2 separate regions of the Drosophila melanogaster genome follow, and region 1 is linked to region 2. The links are chromatin contacts, called in public Hi-C maps. All regions are on one chromosome and are shown on one strand. The core of a region is the stretch at or near the end of the contact, and the rest is flanking DNA. Distances in the headings are between cores, read along the strand shown. Region 1 holds the start of Nup153 (Nucleoporin 153kD). Region 2 holds the start of CG8191.

Region 1 (6,010 bases), core at 671-3,170, 870 kb before region 2:
GTTGCCCGTGAAAAAGTTGTACGCGGGTTCGCGCTGCCGTTGACTACCATACAAATTGAGGTGATTGCGCCGATGTGGCGCAATGTGGCTGACGCCCTTGTACATCTGGGAGCTGGAGGAGCTGGTGGCAGCCGCGAGCGGAGCAGCAGGCGTGGATGACAAAAGGGGCAGACGACGCATGTTCGGCAAATTGACGGGGGTCTCCAGCTGAAAGGGATTCAAGATTAGTTGGGAAATGTAGACAGGATTGAAGATGTGATCTTACCTCCAGGCGTCGACGCTTGGTCTGCACGGCGGCGGACTGTTGGAGATTCTCCTGCTCTTCATCGTCATCCTCCTCATCGCCATCCTCGTCGTCCTCTTCCAGTTCATCCTCCTCGGCCTCATCCTCGTCACCGCCGGCAGCTGCAACAGCCCCGGCTCGCTTGCGCAGCAGGAACACATTGTACTCGCTCCGCCGCGTCTGTTCATCCTCGGCGGCCAGGTCGTGTTCGGCTATGTTGTCGGCCAGGGCCACCTCCTCATAGTTGAGGCCTTTGGCATCGGAGCCGTCATCAAGATCATCGGCTGCATCGGCATCCACTTCGGCTAGCATTATCCGACGGCGTCCTCGTTTCCGCTTGGTAGTGAGGCGTCCATTGGACTGGCGTGGCTGTGACTGGCGGAGATTAGCTGGGGAGGATAAGGCATCGTTCCCATCTTTGGACGACGGCGAAAACCAACCGCTCAAGGAGGCGGGCAGAATGCTGGACACGCGCATCTTCATCTTCCCCATGATGGACTGCAATTGCAATTGCACGGAAGTTGGATATTTGATGGGAACCAAGTTATCGTCGACTGTACTTACGTTGTTGCTGTCAGACTCCCGTAGGGCTCCCGCCGAGGATTCATCCTCTTCCTCCTCCTCCTCCTCGCTTTCTTCAGGCAGCTCCTTGAGCGGCGTCAGCGGATGCTTTTTGGCCAATTCGGCTTGCGAGGATTCCCTTTGCTCCTGTGCATCCTCCATTATGCCGCTTTAGATTCAGACTCACCTTTTTAGCCGGCGAAGCAACGGCACAAAAGAGAGATGCAAAAAAAACGCGAAAAAGAAGCGTTGCCGCACACACAACAAAAAACGTAAGTAAAAAAAAAAACCAAAAAAAAAGCACACACTGTTGCAATTCCTGCGAGCTAGTTTGTATGTGTAGGTGCGGATAATGTTCGCTCACTCGCTTCGTTCTCACTCTCTATCCTGCCTTCTCTCTCTGTCTGTGCGTGTGCAAAGGTGTGAGTGCGCTTACGCACGCCGTCGTGGTTTTTTTTGTTCGCGTTTCGCCGAGGTTTTACACACGCCGCGATATTTTTAAATAATATTCTGTTTGGCGCCACAAACTGGTCGCGTTTGATCAGGATTTGACTTCTTGGCCACCAATGAAGAGCAAATTCTGGGCACAAGCACTGCAAAATTAGAGGCGGGAAAAAGGATTGAATACCGAATTCGGGCGAAGCGCTCGAGGTTCTTGCTTTTGGCTTTGCCCTTACCGCTTTCCAGCATGCCGCCCGTTTTCTTCAATATTTGTTTTACTTTTGCCGGATAGATTTGATATATATTTGATATATTTTCACCTTCCTTTTGTCTTTGTGCTTCTTCCACTTCTTCCGCACACACTGCTTTCGCAATTCTTCGTTCCTCTTCTTCACGCTCTGCTCACACACACACGCGCGCAGCGATTCGGTACGAATTTTGGCGTTTTACCGCCGCGAAATCCACACTTTTAATTGCAATTTAACATTTGCCGCTGGTCGCATTCAGGTTTTCCATTGTTGCACGAGAACACGCACCACCGATTTGCAAGAAACAGAATTTCAAAAGAGCACGATTTGATTGGGGAAAAAACGCGTGTGTGGCCACAAAGTAGAGCTGGAACCAAAATCGATGTTTGTCAGATACTATCGGCGTGTCGGGCAGCGTGTGCTAATCGATACGTTGCCTGCAGCTATCGGTTACATGCACGTTTACGGTTTGGAAGTCTGTAATTATTAAATATTTTTAATTGGTGATGAACTGCCATACGGGCTTATTACTCAAGAACCGCTTCAAGTGCGACTTATAACATATGTAACCATTTGCTTGTGTTGTCATTTGAATACTAAGCATTTGCATTGACTAAAAGGAATTCTCGTTTGTATCTTTAAGTTGGAGTGAGGTATTTGTTTAGGTTTTTACTTGGCTGTGTGATAATGCAAAAGTTTAAATACTGTACTAATGTTAATCGATAGTTGTCCTAAAAAGAATTTCCAGCGAGTTAAAATTCAGCGAGTGCTAGAGTGACCACAGATTCTGCATTAGAAATAAAGCAAATATAATAAACGAACATAATATGAGCGCCAAATATAAAAGCCCTTATTAAGGTGCAAATATGACAAAGAAATTATACAGTATAAATGTTAAATAAATCTTAAAAAATGGGTTATAGGGGAAACCATATTGTTTTGGTTCAATTTTAGCAAGCCATTTTAAAACAACTTGAATTTACTACTAGATGAATCAAATATGTTACCTCTTAACGTCTAAGAAATTTACATTTTTAGGGCTGGAAAATAAATACCGCTAGTCGATATCGTCATCTTCTCAGTTTTGCCATCCCTAGTTGTTGTTATTGTGTTCGTCGTGTTGTTGTAGCACAGTTGTTGTTGTTGCTGCTGCTGGGCAAACAAGTGTTAAAAACTATTTGTGCTGCAATATTTTCAGCAATTACCGACCGCCCTCGCCGCTGTTCACCACCCAACTTAACCAGCAACCCAGATTGGAGCAACAAAATCCACAAAGGCATAAAGAATCGACTTACACAATAAAACCTTAATCGGTTGGGTAAACAACTTGATTGCTGTGAGCAGCCAGTTGGGTTAATCTCTTCGATTTGTCAAGTCCAGCAACAATGAGCCAAACGGAGGCTAGCAAGACACCCAAGATTCCGGACTCGGAGCCGGACGGATCGAAGGGCAAAGGGAAGCAACAGCTGGAAACTTACCGGGTATATGTGGTCACCTGGAATGTGGGCAGTCGATTTCCGGATAACATATCCCTCCGCCATCTGCTGGGACTGCAGGATGTGACGGTGGATAAGGACACGAAGGAGACTAATGCCCACTTGCCGGACATCTATGCGTTGGGGCTCCAGGAGGTCAATGCCCAGCCGCAGCAACAGGTGTTGGGACTGTTCAAGGAGGATCCGTGGACGCACAAGGCTAAGGAACTGCTACGCAACTACGACTATGTGGCCGTAAAGACCGAGCAGATGCAGGGGCTGCTGCTCAGCATGTTCGTGAGGCGGCAGCACGTTGAGCACTTGCAGGACATCGAGGCGGAGTTCACGAGGACCGGTTTCGGTGGCATTTGGGGCAACAAGGGCGCCGTCAGTGTCAGGTTCACCCTTTACGGCTGCGGACTGGCCTTTGTGGTGGCCCATCTGACTGCCCATGACCATATGATGGACGAGCGCATCGAGGACTACAAGCAGATACTGGAGAACCATCACTACCACGTCAAGCGGTATAGGGAGATCTACGATCACGACTATGTCTTCTGGTTTGGCGATCTGAACTTCCGACTGCAGGGCAGCGATTCCTCGACGGAAGTGCGCGAGTTGGTACGCGATGAGTCCCAGCACGAGGCCCTTATCCAGCGGGATCAATTGTATCAAGTTCGCGAGAAGTCGCAGCTGGCCTTTCAGGTTCTGCAGGAGCGACTGCCCGCCTTTCCGCCCACCTTCAAGTTCCGCGAGGGCACCTCCGAGTACGACCTGAAGCGGCGGCCAGCCTGGACGGATCGGATAATGTACGCCGTGCAGCCACTGAACCGGCAGCCCGGCATGCAGCTATCCATTGAGCAATGCTCGTATAAGTCCCATCCCCTGTACACCATCAGTGATCACAAGCCGGTGACCAGTGACTTTACCATCAAGCTCTACCCGAATGTACGGGCGCCCGGCGTGGTGTTCTCGCCTCTGTCGCTCTGGAAGATTGGGGACGAGAACACGGTGGAGTATCACAAGCAGGCAGAGTTCGACGAGGGGTCCAACGACTGGATTGGCATCTTTCCGTCGGAGTACGCCAGTTTGGCGGATTACGTAGCCTACGAGTATGTCAATCAGGCTGAGTCGCCCTCATCCTCGGACTCCAATCACCAACCGGATCCGTTTGAGACGCCCTCGCATCATCGAAGGGGTCGGCATCATCACAGGAATCGCCAGCGACAGCGTCGCCATCAGGAGGCTAATGCCCAAGAGTTGGTGCGGCTAGATTTCGCCGACGATGTGGAACTGCGTCACGGCGAGCAATACCTGTTGATATATTTCCGCAGCACCGGAGTCCGGGGCGTGACCAGTTTGGCCGGCGTCAGTGGTGTCTTTGTGGCGGAGAAGCGGCACGGCTCGCCCCATCGGACGGAGTACCATGTTGACTAGCTAGCCGAGGCTCTGGATATCTTTATTCTTTAGTCTCTGTTTCCATAACCGCCGTGTTGATCTAATTTTATTGACCTCATGTGACCGTGTTAAGTTTGCTTGTTAGCTGTTGACTCAGCGCCTCCTCTCCTCTCCCCCCCTCCAAAATACGTTAATACATACATATGTAATTATACATAATTATCGAACCAATAATATTTGTGTTTACTACCAATTCCACCTATTCCCGCCCTGAATGAATCCCGCTTTTTCGTTTGCATACATATGTTCTATTTGCTCTGCTGTCATTTTGTTATTTTTATTTGTACGGTGTCATGGCACTAGATATTTGTATTTAACCGGTTTGTCAAAAGGTTAATTACGCCACATTCACTGTCACACATCTACACTATGACACACCCTGTTGCCAGTAACAGGCAAAAACTTATTGATGAGAGCCAGGTGAGAGCTCTAAGCCAAAATGGGCAGAAACCGGAGTCTGAAAAGTGATATTTTTGAATGCCTCTCAAGTGAAATATATAGAGAAAAGGTATTATATTGAATAGAGTAGCAAAGTATGAATATAATTTTATCTTCATTTAACTACTATTTAATGTAGGCAAATTGTATTTAATTTTTTGAATAACAAAAAAGAGAAAAGTGAACTTTTTAACCATGATTCTAAACCAACCAGCTCAACTTACGAAAGATTTTTAATGTTTTAAACAAAAAGAAAAGGTTTTTCTCCGGAAACGTAGACTTTTATAAAGCGGCATGCGATGTTTTTTCCATTATCTGATTGGTATATAATCTATAAAATTTATATAAGGATAGTTTAGATAAGAACTGCACCTTAACGATAGCTGCAACCCAAGTAGACCACCAAGCAGAAAATTCAAGCAATCTGCATTGACTTCCCCCACCCACCGTACAGTGGGTCAATGGAAATCCGAACTGGCGCAGCCCTTGCCCACTCCCACTAATTGGCAATGTTTTGATGACTGACTGACTAACTGGTGGAACGTACAGTGGGCCGTAAAAGTCTGTGGTGCCCACCGTACTCGAACGATCGAATGGTGTAAACATTTTCGAGCCCATCTATGGTCCGAAAACCAAGAAGACAGAGAGCATTAATTTATGCGGGCCCGGTCAATTGAAATTCGTGTGGCTTAGTAACCTTCAGCAACTATTAGATAACTATATTACCCTCATACCAGTGGACACTTAACCAATGTATGTGTATGGGTGTGCATTTACCCACCTACCTATAAACATATAAATATATATATATATATACATACATACAGTCGTATGCCTTATCAAAGTGAACATTAATCAATTTACTTAATCGAATGAAAACGTTTACAATTGTGTAGTATTTTATGAGTACATAGGACAATTTCATGTTGGATTTCAGTTAATGATCAGTCGAATTAAGTGTGTAATGACTATATAAACCAAACATAAAGCATAATGCAAATCAAACGCCTCAATCACTTCGAATACATTGCCCTTGCACTTGAATTATCGTAATTTCTATTTAACTTTTCAAAACAGCATCTTTATAAAGCATCAATACAAATTAT
Region 2 (5,464 bases), core at 1,938-4,437:
TAGCTGGCTTGTCCAATGCTATGCTAAGCTGGTATGAACTTACCCAGCAGCGACAACTGCGCTTTCTTGTCGATGAAGACCTTGACGCCATCCTGGACCACCTCCTCATCCAACTTGTCTGCTGGCAAAAATCGACACAGAACGCAGCATTAGATCTCCACCGAACAACATTCTGTCCAGAGTGGCTTACCTTTTTGGCTGGCATAGTCCAGCGTGTAGGACAGACCATTGCATCCTCGCTGCCGTACGCCCACCTTTAGGCCAACCTGTGGCAGAAACAACATCGAATTTCTGTCATTAACTGTGTGGCTAATTTATAGGCAGCCTTGTTTATTGACCAAAGACAAAGAACTCGGTATTCTAATAAGTCTGTCTCAATTCAAAGAATTTAATCACTTAAAAACTAAATGATTAACAACAAGATAAACATGCTCATCAAAATTTGGTCGGGTCAAAATTTGGAAAATCTAGCTGATTAACGCAGGCCGAATTAGTTAGCATGGCTTATATTTATAGCTAATAATTTGCGCTAAAATATATGACTGACTGAGGAAAAAGCCTATTGTCAAATATAATGCTTGAAGAAGCCCTCTTGCGAACTTCCTATACTCCATGCAACCAGTGCTAAAACTTAAATAACATGCACGGGAACCTTTAAAGAGCTAGGCGAGATTATCAAGATCTCAATCGTGGAAGGCGATAGAATGCCCACTAAAGTGTAGCCTTGGTTCGATGACAACTTGTCAGCAGTCACTCACCATGTCCGGCTTGTCCTGCAGAAGCGTCTTGATGCGTAGCACCGCCGCGGGTGTCTGAAAAGGATTGGGGGAGATCAGAATCATCAGATCGAAGGGGACTGTTACTTCATCAGCAGCAGCATGCGCCGATTTCACCAGGTTTTGGTTTCCTTACCAGAGTCAGAGCGGCCCGCGTCGGGATTAACTTCCGGCCTTTCACCGCCCGCACTGTCGCCGTTGCCACCACACGTGTCGCCATCGGTTCGTGCCCTTTATATAATTTGTTTGACTCGAGAATTTCCACAAAAAAAATTCGAAAATATGAGTGCTTACTACCAGATGGTCGATAGTACTGTCGATAGTATCACGTGAGATGGCATTAACAGATGTCATCGATTGGCAGTGTCACGGGATAGCGGAGAAACGGTTACTACCTGTTTGAAAAATAAGTTATTTTTAAGCCCCAGAGTCCAGGTGGACTTCATTAATAACTTAACTTAATATTTCACAGTAGAATTTATATTAACAATTGGTTTTAATGTCTGTGAGTTACAGCAAATTTTATCAGCACCAGTGACAGCTATAGTAACTTTTTAAAATCGTGACTCGCGACTAGTTTTGAAATGAAAGGAGGTGCCATCTCTAAGTTTAAATGAATTTCACACTTTTCGATTGAGTTAAATAATATCAACAAAATCGAGGATATGTCCGCCCTAAAAAAATTTTATAAAATCAGCGCAGGTGTGAGAAGAGGCGCACTACTTACCAGTTCCCGAAGAACACAAATTGATGCTTTAAATAGTCCACAATTGCAGTTGCAAGTGCATCACTTTGCAACCAAAACACAAACAGCTGTTTTTAGCAGCAGCAACAACTACACGTGCATTTGCCGCAGTATACACTGCAGTAAGCCAGTGGTATGTTTGGAAATCAGTTGTAAATACAAATAAACTACCCAATTGATATTAAATAATGTTATTTACATTTGTAATTTAAAATATTATAAATGGAATGCAATATTTAAAATTATGTATAACAAAAAAGTTAAGTATAATTATTTTGCTCTGCTCCCAGGACGATGCGGACAAGACGGTGGCCACGAATAGCATTCCTCTGGCGAAACTGGAGGCCAAGATGCAGCTGATCTACACCTGCAAGGTGTGCCAGACCCGGAACATGAAGACCATTTCGAAGCTGGCATACCAACGCGGCGTTGTTATCGTGACCTGCGAGGGCTGCTCCAATCACCACCTGATCGCCGACAATCTGAACTGGTTCACAGATCTGGACGGCAAGCGCAACATCGAGGAGATCCTGGCCGAGAAGGGCGAGAAGGTGGTTCGCCTGACCGATGGCAACTGCGAGTTTTTGCCGAAACATGATTAAACTCGTAGTGTAGTTAAGTGAAAACGAATGCCACTTTATTTAGCAGCTCCAGCAAATGTGTCCAGGAATTGGGGGGTAGTTGGGCACGCAGCTGCTGGGCGAACTGCCGGCGACATATGGATCCGGTGGCCAGCATCAGGTAGGTTATGTATGTGGCCTCGTTCACGGGCAGCTGCGAGACAGCCGTGACTGGTGCATCAGCGGTCAATTGCATCTCATCCAAGTCTAGGTAGGGCAGGTGGCGATTCCAATGGTCGATTAGGTAGGCAATAAGGCTGCCGGCCAGACGTACATGCTCCATACTGGCCCAGAATCTCATCTCATTGGCGGATTGCGATACGAACAGAAAGATATTGTGCAGGAAGCCGGTGCAAGCGGTAGATCCGCCCTCCGATAAAGTGTCACAGATCATGTGGCGCATTAGGTAGCAATCCTTGTGAATTTCGCTGTCCTTTGGCTCCCTAAAAAGCTGCAGCCACACCTGGTACTCAATCAGCTCCATGGAGCGCTTTATTGCGGTCTGCATGTCCTCAAGGCTGGATAAGCGGCCAATCCGCTTGACTAGCCGTCGCATCTGCTGAAGATCGGGATTGATAAAATCGCTGGAAGAAAGCGCATCCGATTGGCGTATTGCCGACCAGTCCAAATCACCGATCTCACTCCACGCAGGCTGAATCTCGGCCAACGTTCGATGCGAAAGATGAAGCAGTGGTGCATGAGTTTCTCCCTTTCGTGTGTTCACGATGGTGGTACACAGCTCACGAATACACTTCCGTCGATCCACCAATGCAGAGCAGCTAGCGAAGAAGCCACGGCAATCGCAGCGTTCGGCCAGCGATTGCCCGAAGCGATCATAGCACTCGAACAGGTACAGGTGAGCCTTTAGCAGGGATTCCACAACGGATTGGCTCAGTCGCAGATGGCGGTGCTCGGAGTGCATCTCCTCCTGACAATCGTGCAGCCATGTGAGTAGCTTGAGACAGTGCGGCGCCACATCTTCAAGCACGCTGCTCGTGGATAGGCTCAGTTCTTTTCGGATAAACAAATCCATACGGACTGCAGCTGTCAGCTGTCCGAAAATTCGATGTCACAATCGATAATGTCGATCGGTTTGCTGTGCATGAGATATCGATCTGTCGTTGCCCGTTGCGATAGAATCGAATTTCAAATTGAAAGGCGCCCAAATTAAATGAGATCGACATTAAGACCTTATATATGTATTTATTTATATATATGGCGTACCCATCCTTTCCAGCCGCATTTATAATGAGCATGTGAAGTGATTTCTGAAAATTTATTGTGATAAATGAGCTTATTCTTTATTCCACATTCTTTAAGTTACATCTGCGTCTCATTATTTCAAAGGTAAACATAAAATGCATTAACATAAGGACTTATCTCTTACATCAAAATACTTTAATCCATTTAAATATTTTTTCTGTTGCTTCCCTTTATCTTCGGTACGTACATTCACTTAAGTAAACAAGTAACCCAAGTGTGTAATCTGTTTATGTGCATTTGCGATCTATAAACTACGTTTAATCCTTTTCTATTCGGTTTCGCGTTTGGGTAAATGAAAATGTGTCAGTGTATTTTTTTTCTTTATATAAATCCTTTTCTTTTGATAAAAATGTGCAAAACGACAGAGATAGATTCCAAAAAATTAATAAAAAAAAAGATGAGTTGCGCAGAGAATTTTAAATCGAATATACTTTTCGCGTCTGTATCAGTTTTATATTTTATATTTTTTTTTGTTAGGTTTCCTTAGTTTTCTTCCGTTTTCTTTTGAAAATTTAAGAAAATATATATTGTATATATATATAGGCGCGAAAATTAATAATTAATTCAACATTTTTATATATACTATATAACTATATGTACTGTTTATGTATGCAGTTTCTGTTGCCGCTATCGCAAATTTGCAGTGGCTGTTCTGTTCTCTTCTGTTCTGTTCAATTCAAATCAATTATGCATTTCTCATCGTTGCACCCGTGTATTTGAGGGCGTTGTAGGAATAGTGTTGCGTCCATGGTTTGTTGGTTACTGGTGGCTCTGCCGGCTGGTGCTTGAAGCTGCCGTCACAGTTGTCGCACCTTAGGCGAAGCCAAAGCCCTCGGAGCACTCGTGTATGGCCTTCAGCAGGCAGCTCCGCAGCTTGTCGTATGACTTGTACATGGGCAGATCCAGTTGGTTGAAGCTGCAATCAGAGATGGGTAAGTTAATACGGTCTATGACATTGCAAACAATTCATGCGACTTGTGGATCCCTACTCACCAGGTGTGTGCACAGGGCAAGCGATCAGTGGATCGATCGTCCCGATGGATTTGGAACTTTTGAATCCCGTTCATGCCCTCCAGCGAGCCGAAGCCCTGCAGCGGCACTTTCGATGTGCCAGTGACGAATTGCAGGAACTTGGCGCGGTCCGCTTGGTCAAAGCTACGCAGTGCACGCCAGAACCATTGAATCTAATGAATGGGTAAAAAATACATGGTTTAGAGAGGGATGGAGGATGGAGGAAGATGCACAATCATGGTCTCACCTGCGCCGATTTAGAGGTGTACTTGTGGTACTCGGTGTTCGCCTTTAGATCTTCAATGTCAATATCCGGCAGGCCGGATATGAGAAGTTCCAGTTCCTGTTCGTTGAATATCGAAATTAAATGCTTTGGAATAATGTCGTAGAAGCCTTCAAGGAATGCGTCCAATCTGTTGTGGGGAGTAGCACGATTTAAAATCCATAGCATGGAATATAAATATATGTGTACTTACTGCTGTCGAATGGAGCCGCTCATCTTGAGCTGGCACACAAGCTGCACATACTCAAACTTGTTCTCCTCGGTCACGGCGGTGTCGCGTCCGTTTGGCTTGAGATCCCGGATTTGGGTGACACCGAACTCCTGCACCTCGGTGGAGAAGGTCAGCTCGTAGCCCAAGGTGGAGATGTCGTTCTTCATCAGATAGTCGAGACCCTTGTAGAACTCGTAGTCCTGCGACTCCATGTCCGTGTGCTTTACCTGCTTGCCCAGGATGTGCTTGTAAAATGAGCGAGTGAAGTAGCACTCCAGCAACTTGTTGTCGTGCACAGCCTTGGCTATTAAATAAGATCGAAGGGATTATAGAACGCTTGATATAGAAGGAGTATCTAAGAGACTTACCAATTACGCGGCCGACAAACTTGAAGTAGCTCAGGTGATTGGGGTTAGCATGGCTGGAGGGATTTATCATGTAGGTGACGCGATCGCCCGGCGATACGCAGAACAAGGCATACATCGGATTAAAGATCTCGCGCGATATGATCACATACCACTCGCGCAACAGGCCGCCAGCGTCCTGGCCTTCCTC

The links. Hi-C and Micro-C count contacts between places; a contact is called where the count stands out from the background.
Region 1: a Hi-C map of the Kc167 cell line shows a contact between it and region 2, with 2.1 times the contacts expected there. The contact joins the promoter of Nup153 here to the promoter of CG8191 in region 2. A contact is called at or near these places in 24 of 107 Hi-C or Micro-C datasets (the D17-c3 cell line, the Kc167 cell line, the OSC cell line and 10 more) and 1 of 6 datasets of contacts at active chromatin or transcription factors (the Kc167 cell line).

What each region holds. Positions count from the first base shown.
Region 1 is chrX:16,595,151-16,601,160 of dm6, reverse strand. It overlaps Nup153 (Nucleoporin 153kD), which reads right to left and starts at 1,920. Exons shown (of 8, transcript NM_132908.5): 1 at 1,522-1,920; 2 at 848-1,437; 3 at 266-781; 4 at 1-207. The coding sequence starts at 1,006. It overlaps CG9784, which reads left to right and starts at 2,665. Exons shown (of 1, transcript NM_132907.3): 1 at 2,665-6,010. The coding sequence starts at 2,919. The coding sequence ends at 4,445. Ubc7 (Ubiquitin conjugating enzyme 7) reads right to left here. Exons shown (of 4, transcript NM_001298405.1): 4 at 5,294-6,010.
Region 2 is chrX:15,729,901-15,735,364 of dm6, reverse strand. It overlaps CG8191, which reads right to left and starts at 3,187. Exons shown (of 1, transcript NM_132832.3): 1 at 1,702-3,187. The coding sequence starts at 3,174. The coding sequence ends at 2,137. It overlaps HUWE1 (HECT, UBA and WWE domain containing E3 ubiquitin protein ligase 1), which reads right to left. Exons shown (of 20, transcript NM_001298363.1): 16 at 5,278-5,464; 17 at 4,892-5,213; 18 at 4,663-4,828; 19 at 4,398-4,588; 20 at 3,430-4,320. The coding sequence ends at 4,218. It overlaps CG12379, which reads left to right and starts at 1,369. Exons shown (of 2, transcript NM_132833.3): 1 at 1,369-1,654; 2 at 1,812-2,143. The coding sequence starts at 1,442. The coding sequence ends at 2,123. It overlaps MagR (Magnetic receptor), which reads right to left and starts at 1,095. Exons shown (of 5, transcript NM_132834.2): 1 at 913-1,095; 2 at 759-812; 3 at 191-266; 4 at 44-118. The coding sequence starts at 996.